2 separate regions of the Mus musculus genome follow, and region 1 is linked to region 2. Evidence: chromatin contacts called from public HiCAR-type data. All regions are on one chromosome and are shown on one strand. The core of a region is the stretch at or near the end of the contact, and the rest is flanking DNA. Distances in the headings are between cores, read along the strand shown. Region 1 has its middle 70 kb from the start of Strit1. Region 2 overlaps Mme (membrane metallo endopeptidase).

Evidence for each region. HiCAR-type assays count read pairs that join an accessible place to other places.
Region 1: a contact with region 2 is called in a HiCAR-type map of kidney, with 4 times the contacts expected there. The contact joins two enhancer-like sites. A contact is called at or near these places in 1 of 484 Hi-C or Micro-C datasets (the AML12 cell line) and 1 of 115 datasets of contacts at active chromatin or transcription factors (kidney).

What each region holds. Positions count from the first base shown.
Region 1 is chr3:63,551,557-63,556,178 of GRCm38.p6, forward strand. No RefSeq gene overlaps it. Among named protein-coding and RNA genes, the nearest start is that of Strit1, 70 kb to the left of the region's middle. Within about 2 kb of position 2,360, at least 7 of the 459 cell types and tissues checked have an H3K27ac peak or open chromatin away from gene starts, as enhancers often do. A contact at or near this core is called in kidney, where this site is marked.
Region 2 is chr3:63,347,084-63,351,620 of GRCm38.p6, forward strand. It overlaps Mme (membrane metallo endopeptidase), which reads left to right. Exons shown (of 23, transcript NM_001357335.1): 15 at 54-134; 16 at 1,535-1,638. Among named protein-coding and RNA genes, the nearest start is that of Mme, 54 kb to the left of the region's middle. Within about 2 kb of position 2,103, at least 11 of the 459 cell types and tissues checked have an H3K27ac peak or open chromatin away from gene starts, as enhancers often do. A contact at or near this core is called in kidney, where this site is marked.

The DNA.
Region 1 (4,622 bases), core at 1,110-3,609, 200 kb after region 2:
AAACCTCTATCACATATATTTCATACATTCTCTTTGGCACCAGTTTGTTTTTCTGTAATGTCTCCAAGAAAACAAACTAGGAAAGTTAAAACAGGGAGCTTGCCAGATCAGACCCCACGAACCCAACCTAAATAACAACTTATGTTACTGACGAATGTGAGATGCATGCTGGTGACAGAAACCGAACTCTGCTTTATAAGTGATTTCATCAGCCAAGGAGAATAACCGGCGCCCAAAAGAGTCAACAAGTGCAAATTTTCTATTCCTGTCTTTACACAGTCTCCACATTCTCAGCACTGTAGTGGATTAGAGTGGAGCCAGGGAGACAGGAAGCCTTCAGAGGACAATTGAAAGCAGATTTCTTCTGTGGTGTGGTCTGTGGTAAGGTAATTAGAAACCAGGAAAGTCACATAAAAGTGGGCAAAAGGAGACCTTTGTACTAAACATATACTGAGTTACATACACTAAATAAGATGTCAATGTCTGATGGTTGACTTTGTTTTTAGCCATCTGTAAATTATAAACAACGTTTGTTTATTTCCTCCAAACTTGCTCTAGCCTGGTATGCACCTTTCTCTCTGTACCTCTCTCTGTACCTCTCTTTCTCTTTCTCTTTCTCTTTCTCTTTCTCTTTCTCTTTCACACATACACACACACACACACACACACACACACACACACACACACACACACATTTCAGAAGCTCTCTTACACATATCCTAAATGATCAGCCAATCATGGAGTGTCTAAGTATAAAATGAAAATGGATTCCACTCTCTTTCCCAACCCTACTCACTTGTCTGCCATAGATTCCTACCATAGCCTCCTCTGAACCTGCTTCTAAACCCAGCACCACTAGAGGCTGTGGATCACTTCAGGGGCCTCTGACTCACAAACAGACACCATTGTAGACACATCGAGACCAACAGACTCTGGCAAATGGTACCACACATTCAGTAACAGATATTTTGAAGAGCAGACACATAGGAAGAATCCTGGCAGGGGCAGATGGAGGCTTCCAGAATCAGGTGCTGGGTTTGCCCCTCAACCCTTGTCTCCATCAAAAACCGTTCCAGTGCAGAGGGGATACACTATGTAACAGCTACCATGACAAAGTACTGCTCCCTACTGTACATAAATTCAGAGAAGTTCCTCGGATCTTTTAGATTTTCTCAAAGTTCTCTTCAGGAAGACACAGTGGCATTTCAGAAACAAGATAGGTCAGCCTTAGTAGCAATATTACCAAGCATCAATCAAATGGGACTTGAGACCATTTAGGTACTGAGCTTAGGGACTGCTACTTTCCTAAGGACATGAATTACAGGCTTTGCAGGATCTCTTACCTTGCTCACACAAGGGGTATAGCCTGCACACATATCAATACTATTGCAAGTCTCATCGGGAAAGACCACCTAACGTTCATTATGCATTCAACATACTCTTTTCACTAGTAGCATAGCCCTGACACTGAGCCCTCTGTGACAGCATTGGTGTGATCAGTTATAACAACAAGCCAACAGTAACCCAAACTAGCATGGGGCTGCAGCATTCCATCAGTTCCCTGCCTGTGTGCTGCTTAGTCTCCGTCAGAACAAACCTCTGCCCCTAGATTTTAAATGTGACGCAGTGCTCATTAATCCCAGATGAAGTGCCGAGACCACATCAATAGCAACCAGAACTCTTGTTGAAAATGGCAACCAGTTAACAGATACCTCCATTGAGACAAAAGTTGCACCTCTTGCTTCTATTTTAGCAAGCACCAGGGCAGAGAAGTTTCTTGGCAGAGTTTTCTTTCCCCTTTTGTGTCCCTTTCACAGTCATATCAGTGATCAGTTCTTGGCATCATTCAACAACAACAAAAATGTGGCAGACATTGAAAATTGAAAAGAAAGAGGGAATTGGAAGTCTAGGTGTTTTGGCTGGGATGTGTCCCCAAAGCCTCTGTTTGATCTGAAGTTGTTGGCAGTATTGGAAAGTGGTTAGACTCAAATGTGGTGCCTATTGAAAGAAAGTGAAGCTGTTTCTTTAAAGGGAACCCTGTGACCTGAGCCTCTTCCTGCCAAGCTCTCAGAATCATTAGCTGCCTCCCACAGTAACCCCAAATAGGTCAGGCAACTATGCTTAGAAACCTTCCCAAGTATGAACCATAATAAACCTTTCTTCCTCAGAAGATGACTTGTCTTGCATATTTGTAGCTGACCAACACAAAGGGAATAGCATATCAAAATTTCACGACTAAGAATAACTGCACCTTGTCGCTAAGACTGTACGCGGTGTTTGCTGTTTTGGAGTCAGCTTCAGAAAAGTGCTATGCTTCTGCCTTCTGACTACGCAGGTTTATATCCGTTTCCTGTGGGTATGGATTATAGGTGAATGCACTATCAACTTGTCTTGAATGGCAGAGCTGCCATCGTGAGGTCTCTCCAAACCATACCGCACAGAAAACTCGAGGAAGGAAGGGGCCATTTTGTTTGGGGGTTTCATTCACAGTCCTCAACAACTGACCATATTATCTGCAGAGACCACTCGCTGCACCTCAGGGACACAGGGAGGAAGAGACATGACCCTGCTAGGTGTGCCTGCCTCTGCATGTTTCTCTTTTCTCCAAAACTCACACCACCAGCAATTCATTTCACTCAAAACCTTCTAGAATGATTCTCAAACACCTCAGTAATATAGCCTTAAACTCACGAATCCTACTTCATCTCACGATGGTTGCTCAGTGATTCCTTGGAGGAGGCGACTTCCTGTGCACAGAGTAACCAAACGAAGGGGTACATGAAATGCAAGAAACCCAGAAAACCAGGGCCAGCAGAAGCACGAAGCCCAGCAAACCTGACAACCTGAGTTTGACCACCAGAACCCATGTACAGGTGAAAAGAAAGGGGGAAGAAACCAACTCCACAAAATTGCCTTCTGAGCTCCCCAGAAACTCCATAGCACACACGCAAAATGCACATATGCATGCACACACACACATACTATTCACATACACCTATTCACACACATTCACACAAACAATAATAATATAATAAAAAATGTAAACCCCCTGACTTAAAAATTAATGTTTTACTTAAGGAAATCTAATTATGATGTTTTTCTGTCTGCTACTCTTCAAGGAGTCCGAAGAAACTGCTCAAAATAAAAGCCAGGCACAGCAGAGCAAGTCTTTAATCTCAGCACTTTGGAGGCGGAAACAAGATCTACGTGAGTTCACTGCCACTCTGGTCTACATAGCAAGTTCCAGAACTGAAGAAATTTATATCCAAAATAAAAATGGAGAGGGGAGGAAGGGCAGAAGAGGGGAGGGGAGAGAGGGGAAAAGGAAAAGGAACCGGGGAAAGAAAAAAAAAAAAAAAAAAGGAACGACAGAAGGAAAGACTTGCATTTCCAAGATATGCCACTAGATGGCATATCGATACCTATAAACCAAGACGTTCCTGTAAGGGTGACAAAAACATCTGAAATGAAGAAGAGAACTTGGAGATGAACTCGTTTGACGCTGAGGACACACTTTGTCTTCTTGGCCGTGGTGCTATATACTTGATTATTAGGCTGCAACACGCTGAAACAACAAATATACATGTGCCTGGGGTACTCACAAGAGAAGGGTGCTGGGCCATAGGTTTGAGCCAACAGAACTTCTTTAATAGCCAACTGGCAATTGTGTGCTCAGGATCCCAGTGTTGCCCCAAGCCTTTCTCGGGGTGAGCTTTTGAAGTGCAAAAGCCATGCATTGGGTTGATATTCTTCCATTACCAAAAGCAGTTAGCAGAACTACAGATGCCAAAAAGCAAGGTTAGTACATTTAGAGGCTTCCCCGTGACCATGGGCTTTAAAGAATTGGCCCTTTATTTTAGCTTTGGCAGGCGGTGCTGAGTTTTACATCCACAATGGATTCACTTGTGCTAACATAGCAGGACCAGCTAAAGTCTGGTGCCCTGTTACATTTCTCACAGGTCTTAGTGAATGAGTCAAATCCCGGACTCATCCTGCTCTAAAATTTTACTGATCTAATACATAATTAACCATATAGTTTAATATATAGGGTCCTACAGTTAACGCAATGAGAATGAGAATTACAGGTCCAGTCAGTGCTGAGAGCTGAGTAGTTGCCCAGGATAGAACAGAAATTGTTATCAGTGATCTTTTTCTCTTTCTGTTTTTGAGGGTTTGGTTTTTTTTTTTTTTTTCCCCAACCCTGGCAAGATTTTTCTAATTACTCTGAATCAATTAGAAACAAGAAAACCAATATGTTTTCTCAAAGCCAGATATAGTTTCCTTTAACTGGAGAGAAATAAGTCTAAGCTGCTGTCTTAGTCAGGGTTTCTATTCCTGGACTAAACACCATGACCAAGAAACAAGTTGGGGAAGAAAGGGTTTAATCAGCTTACACTTCCACGTTATTGTTCATCACCAAAGGAAGTCAGGACCAGAACTCTCACAGGCAGGAACTTGGAGGCAGGAGCTGATGCAGAGGGCATGGAGGGTGCTGCTTACTGGCTTGCTTCCCCTGGCTTGTTCAGCTTGCTTTCTTATAAAACCCAGGATTGCCAGCTGAGAGATGGTACCACCCACAATGGGTCCTCCAACCCTTGATCACTAATAGAGAAAATGCCTTA
Region 2 (4,537 bases), core at 853-3,352:
CTGCGGTTATGGAGATAATTGTATCTCTGTATTCAATGTTGTAATTTTTGCAGGCCTTGGCAATTAAAGAAAGGATTGGCTATCCTGATGACATCATTTCCAATGAGAACAAACTGAATAATGAGTATCTTGAGGTAAGTCTCCACCGTGATATTTGGAACTGGTGGCAAGGTCACCACAGCCTGGAAAGGACAGACAGACACTGTATAAAATACCCTAAAACCATAGCTCCCACTAATGCCTAATACCTTCAACACTGATACCCAAGCTATGCCTAATTTAACCTTTCTTGTCATTGTACGAGGTTCTCTTCGGTGTCAATATTTCATTTTAATATTGGTGACAAAAACATTTAATCCTTTAGAGCAGTGATTCTCAACCTGTGAGTCACCACTCCTTTGACCAAACTTCTGCTCCAAAAGTATTTACATTATCATACATAATAGTAGCAAAATGATAGCTATGAAGTAGCAATGCAAAGATTTTATGGTTGGGGTCACCAGAACATGAGAACCTGTTTTAAGGGGTCTCAGTATTAGGAAGGTTGAGAACCACTACTTTAGAGTGTCAGGAGTAGCCCTCTAAGTGATGAGTGACTGACTGCCCAGAGTCCTTTACAATGGCTTACACAGGCTACAAAAGTCAAGAAGCCTTCTACTTTCTAATTGTTTTCTCTGTGGGTATCACACATTATGCTTTTTCTATTAAAATCCAAATATAATTGAGAACCAAAACAGTTTTTATTCTCGCTGATAGTGTCATTGTTAAAAGAGGTGACATTGGTCAAAGTCAACTGATACCTGCAACTGGACTTGGCTGAGATGCTCATTGTTATCCTGTGACCAACACCATGACATGATGGACACTCTAGTCACAACAGGTGACATGCCCCTAGGTTTGACGTGACAATGATGACGCTCATCCACCAAGAACTAGTGGAATGTGGAGGTGTACGTGCCAAAAGTGTTTATTCATCCTTTTCCATTTACAGAAGAAAGAAGCATTCTTGTTTTTTTGTTTTTGTTTTTGATTTTTTCTACAAGAGTGGACTGCCTGAGAGCAGAAGCATACTCACAGCTGTCCGGAACCCACATTCCAGCCCTAGTACTCTTTAAATTTTAGCAAATGACCAGAAGCAGCGTCTCTAATTCGCATACTTACTTTAAAATTCTGGTCTCAGATTTTAGGTTACAAGATTGTCAGGAAGATCAAATGAGTAGAATATATATTTAAATACTACAAACACTGGGTGCTGAATAAAGAGGGTACGGTTATACACATTTATGATATGGAGAACGACATCAATATTGTGAGGTTGGCCTGACCTTTGGCTTCATTTGATTGGTTATAACATACACTGAAACTGTGATTTAGCTAGGAAGAGGACTGGACTATAATGTGTAACAAGGCTAATAAAACAAGCATCCTCTGAAAATTTTAATGCTGCTTCTTAACAGGATTAACTTGTTTTGTAGAGAAATTATGAAGGTGATGGAACTAATATTTCTCCTCAAATCATTTTTACCCAATGTAGTTGAACTACAGGGAAGATGAATACTTTGAGAACATAATTCAAAATTTGAAATTCAGCCAAAGCAAGCAGCTAAAGAAGCTCCGAGAAAAAGTGGACAAAGATGAGTACGTATAGTATGCTTTTTAATTGTTCAATCTGTAGCAAATCCTTCACACTGCTGGTTCAGGTTCCTCGACCACAGCAAAGGCCCCCTCCCTTAGGATGTACTGAGAACATTGAAATTTACAGTATTAATATGGCCAGGAACTTCCAGTGAATGCCTTTCTCCACTAAGCTCTTCAACCTGTGCTTTGGCCTTACTCTGTCTGCAGAATATTCTTCTGCTATTAGTCCCTACTTTTTGTATTAGTCAAGCATCCTGTGGGTTGTTTCATGTGACACCCTGGAGAAGCTACCCAGGAGATTCCAGGAATGATCTTGAGCAACAGCCTATGGATACCACTGACCTCTGCACACAAGTCTCATCAGCACTTCACTCTATTAGCGTTGACCTTTGCTCTTCAACTCAATTGATAATACCTGGAGACTGATGACCAAGTGTGCTGAGCACTCAAACCCACAGAGCTGCTTAGTTTGATCTTCTTCCAAGGCCTGAGCCCTGTAGGACTCGAGTCATTTTCAGCACCTAACACCAAGTGCATTTACAATTAAAATTAATTGTTGAATTACTAAGCAATGGAAAACTAAACATTCCAGCTTGGTTTGAATATTGACTAACAGCATGCTTCATTCATTTCTGTAAATGACTCATCCAGTTGTCAGTGAGTACTGGAAAAATAAGAGACAAGCAAGAGGGTAGGTAGATGATAATTGCTGGAATTATGTGGGCAATAATATATATATATATATATATATATATATATATATATATATATATATATATATATATATATACTGATGCCCAGCTCAGTGCTCCTAGATCTTGAGGTATTTGCTCTGAGACTGGAGCCCAGATACTAGGGTTCTTCCTAAGCACTGCTCTCCAATACAATCCTCTGAGTTTGTCTCTTTTTGTAGCATTCTTTTTCTGTATTTATTTTAAGAAAGAAAGGAAGGGAAGGGAAGAGAAGAAAGAGAGAAAAAGAGAAAAAGAGAGAGAGAGAGAGAGAGAGAGAGAGAGAAAAGAAAAGAAAAGAAAAGAAAAGAAAAGAAAAGAAAAGAAAAGAAAAGAAAAGAAAAGAAAAGAGAGAGAGGCAGGGTGATGAAGATCTTTCCCAAAGTGATGCCTTTAATTTTGTGAAATTTATTTTTGTGTTTTAAATTCACCATAAGCACTCTGGCTATAATGCCATTAAATTGTCAGGACTGAATCGTAAGAGGTGTATTGTAATAAAAAAAAGTTGCCGGTATTTCATTACAGTTTCTCCCCATGAAAGCTTCTCACTTACATGGCACTAGTTTAATAGGAGAAGAGTGACCGTTGTTGTCTCTGTCCTTGTTTCATTTGTCCCCAGGTTCAGGTCCTCACTGACAGACAATGTCAGAAAGACAAATGTATAGTGTCCACTTCATTCATGTACCCTGAAGTCACATTTCATACTCAGATCCTTATTCCCAAACACTAGCAGGAGGGATCTAAATTCACACCCATATTGAAATGGTAGGGTTCAGACTATAAACTATTATTCACTTATGTTACAGGGTGCTTTACAGAAATGCTGATGCATAAAAATTTCAAGTTACCAACCAGTGTAAATAAATTCAATTAACGAACTAGTAACTCCAATATCCTTTCTTTTCCCATTCCACGTGCTCCCAGTGTGCACGTGCATGTACTTCTTGAAGTCTACCATCCTTATTACATATGACTATTTTAATCTGGCCCAAGTCCATCTGCTGAGCTTCACACTTAATATCTAGCTGATTACAAGCATTTCTGCTTAGCTATATCATTAACCACACAAGAGCAACATTTTCCTCTTAAACAAAAATTAATCTTGTTCCTTGTATCTGTCCATTTTCTAGAAGCTTCAAATTTGTTCCCGCCCTGACAGAAACCAGGGCCTCATCTTGATTATTCTGGCCTGTTCTGGTTTATCCATAGTGCTAACAAAAATCTCGATCTAAAGCAAAGGACTACATTCATCCGCTGCTAGTTAAATATTATATAGGAATGTATAAACGCTTCAGTTTAATTGTCTCCACTTTGCTTCCTTATCACATTGTCCCTGGTGATTTAATTTTAAAAACACTTTTACTTCCAATTTTCCCGTGTTTCCACTTCATCTTCATACTGCTATCCCCCAAGGTCTCAAGGATACAGCCTGAGTCATGTTCTTTCTGATTAGAAACCTTCCCTGTGTTTCCTGTTGCTTAGATCAGGAAATAAAAACTTTTGAAAAAGTCCAAAGTTCCCATAGCTTCCAGTAGCTCTCCATAATTCCTTCATAGTCACCCAAACTTCCCCTCAGTCCAAAAAACTAGCTGTATGCAATGCTTTCAGATTACCAGACCCCAGCCTTTCCCTTATTGCTTCTGAACTTATAGCATCCTTTTTGTTTGTTTTTTTTTGTTTGTTTGTTTGTTTTATTTTTTGAAACAGGGTTTCTGTATATAGTCATGACTGTCCTACGTCTTGCTATGTGGGCCAGGCAGGCCTCAAAATTATTAGATCTTCTTTCCTATATCTCCTGAGTACTAAGGTGTGGGGCAGTGAGCTGTGATAGGCAGCCTGGTCCCCCGGTCATACTCAAGCTTACAACCCCAGAGACTGTCCTTTTCAGGGACAGTCACCTACAGGGTCTCCAGGGTTCTAAGACTGAGATGAACTGGGGACCAGGCTGCCTATCACAACTCACTGCCCCACACTGAGGTTAAAGATAAGCACCGTCACAGCATGTAACATTTTTTCTTCCCTTTTTAAAAAAATCTAACAGCAATCTCTACATGGCTTGACTCATATGTTATCCCCTTTATTCCCTGTACCTTGGCAGCTTTCTGTTCACCCATACAGAACTGTACCTTGCAAATTTCAGTCAAAGCACCAGTAAAGTTTGATGTTGA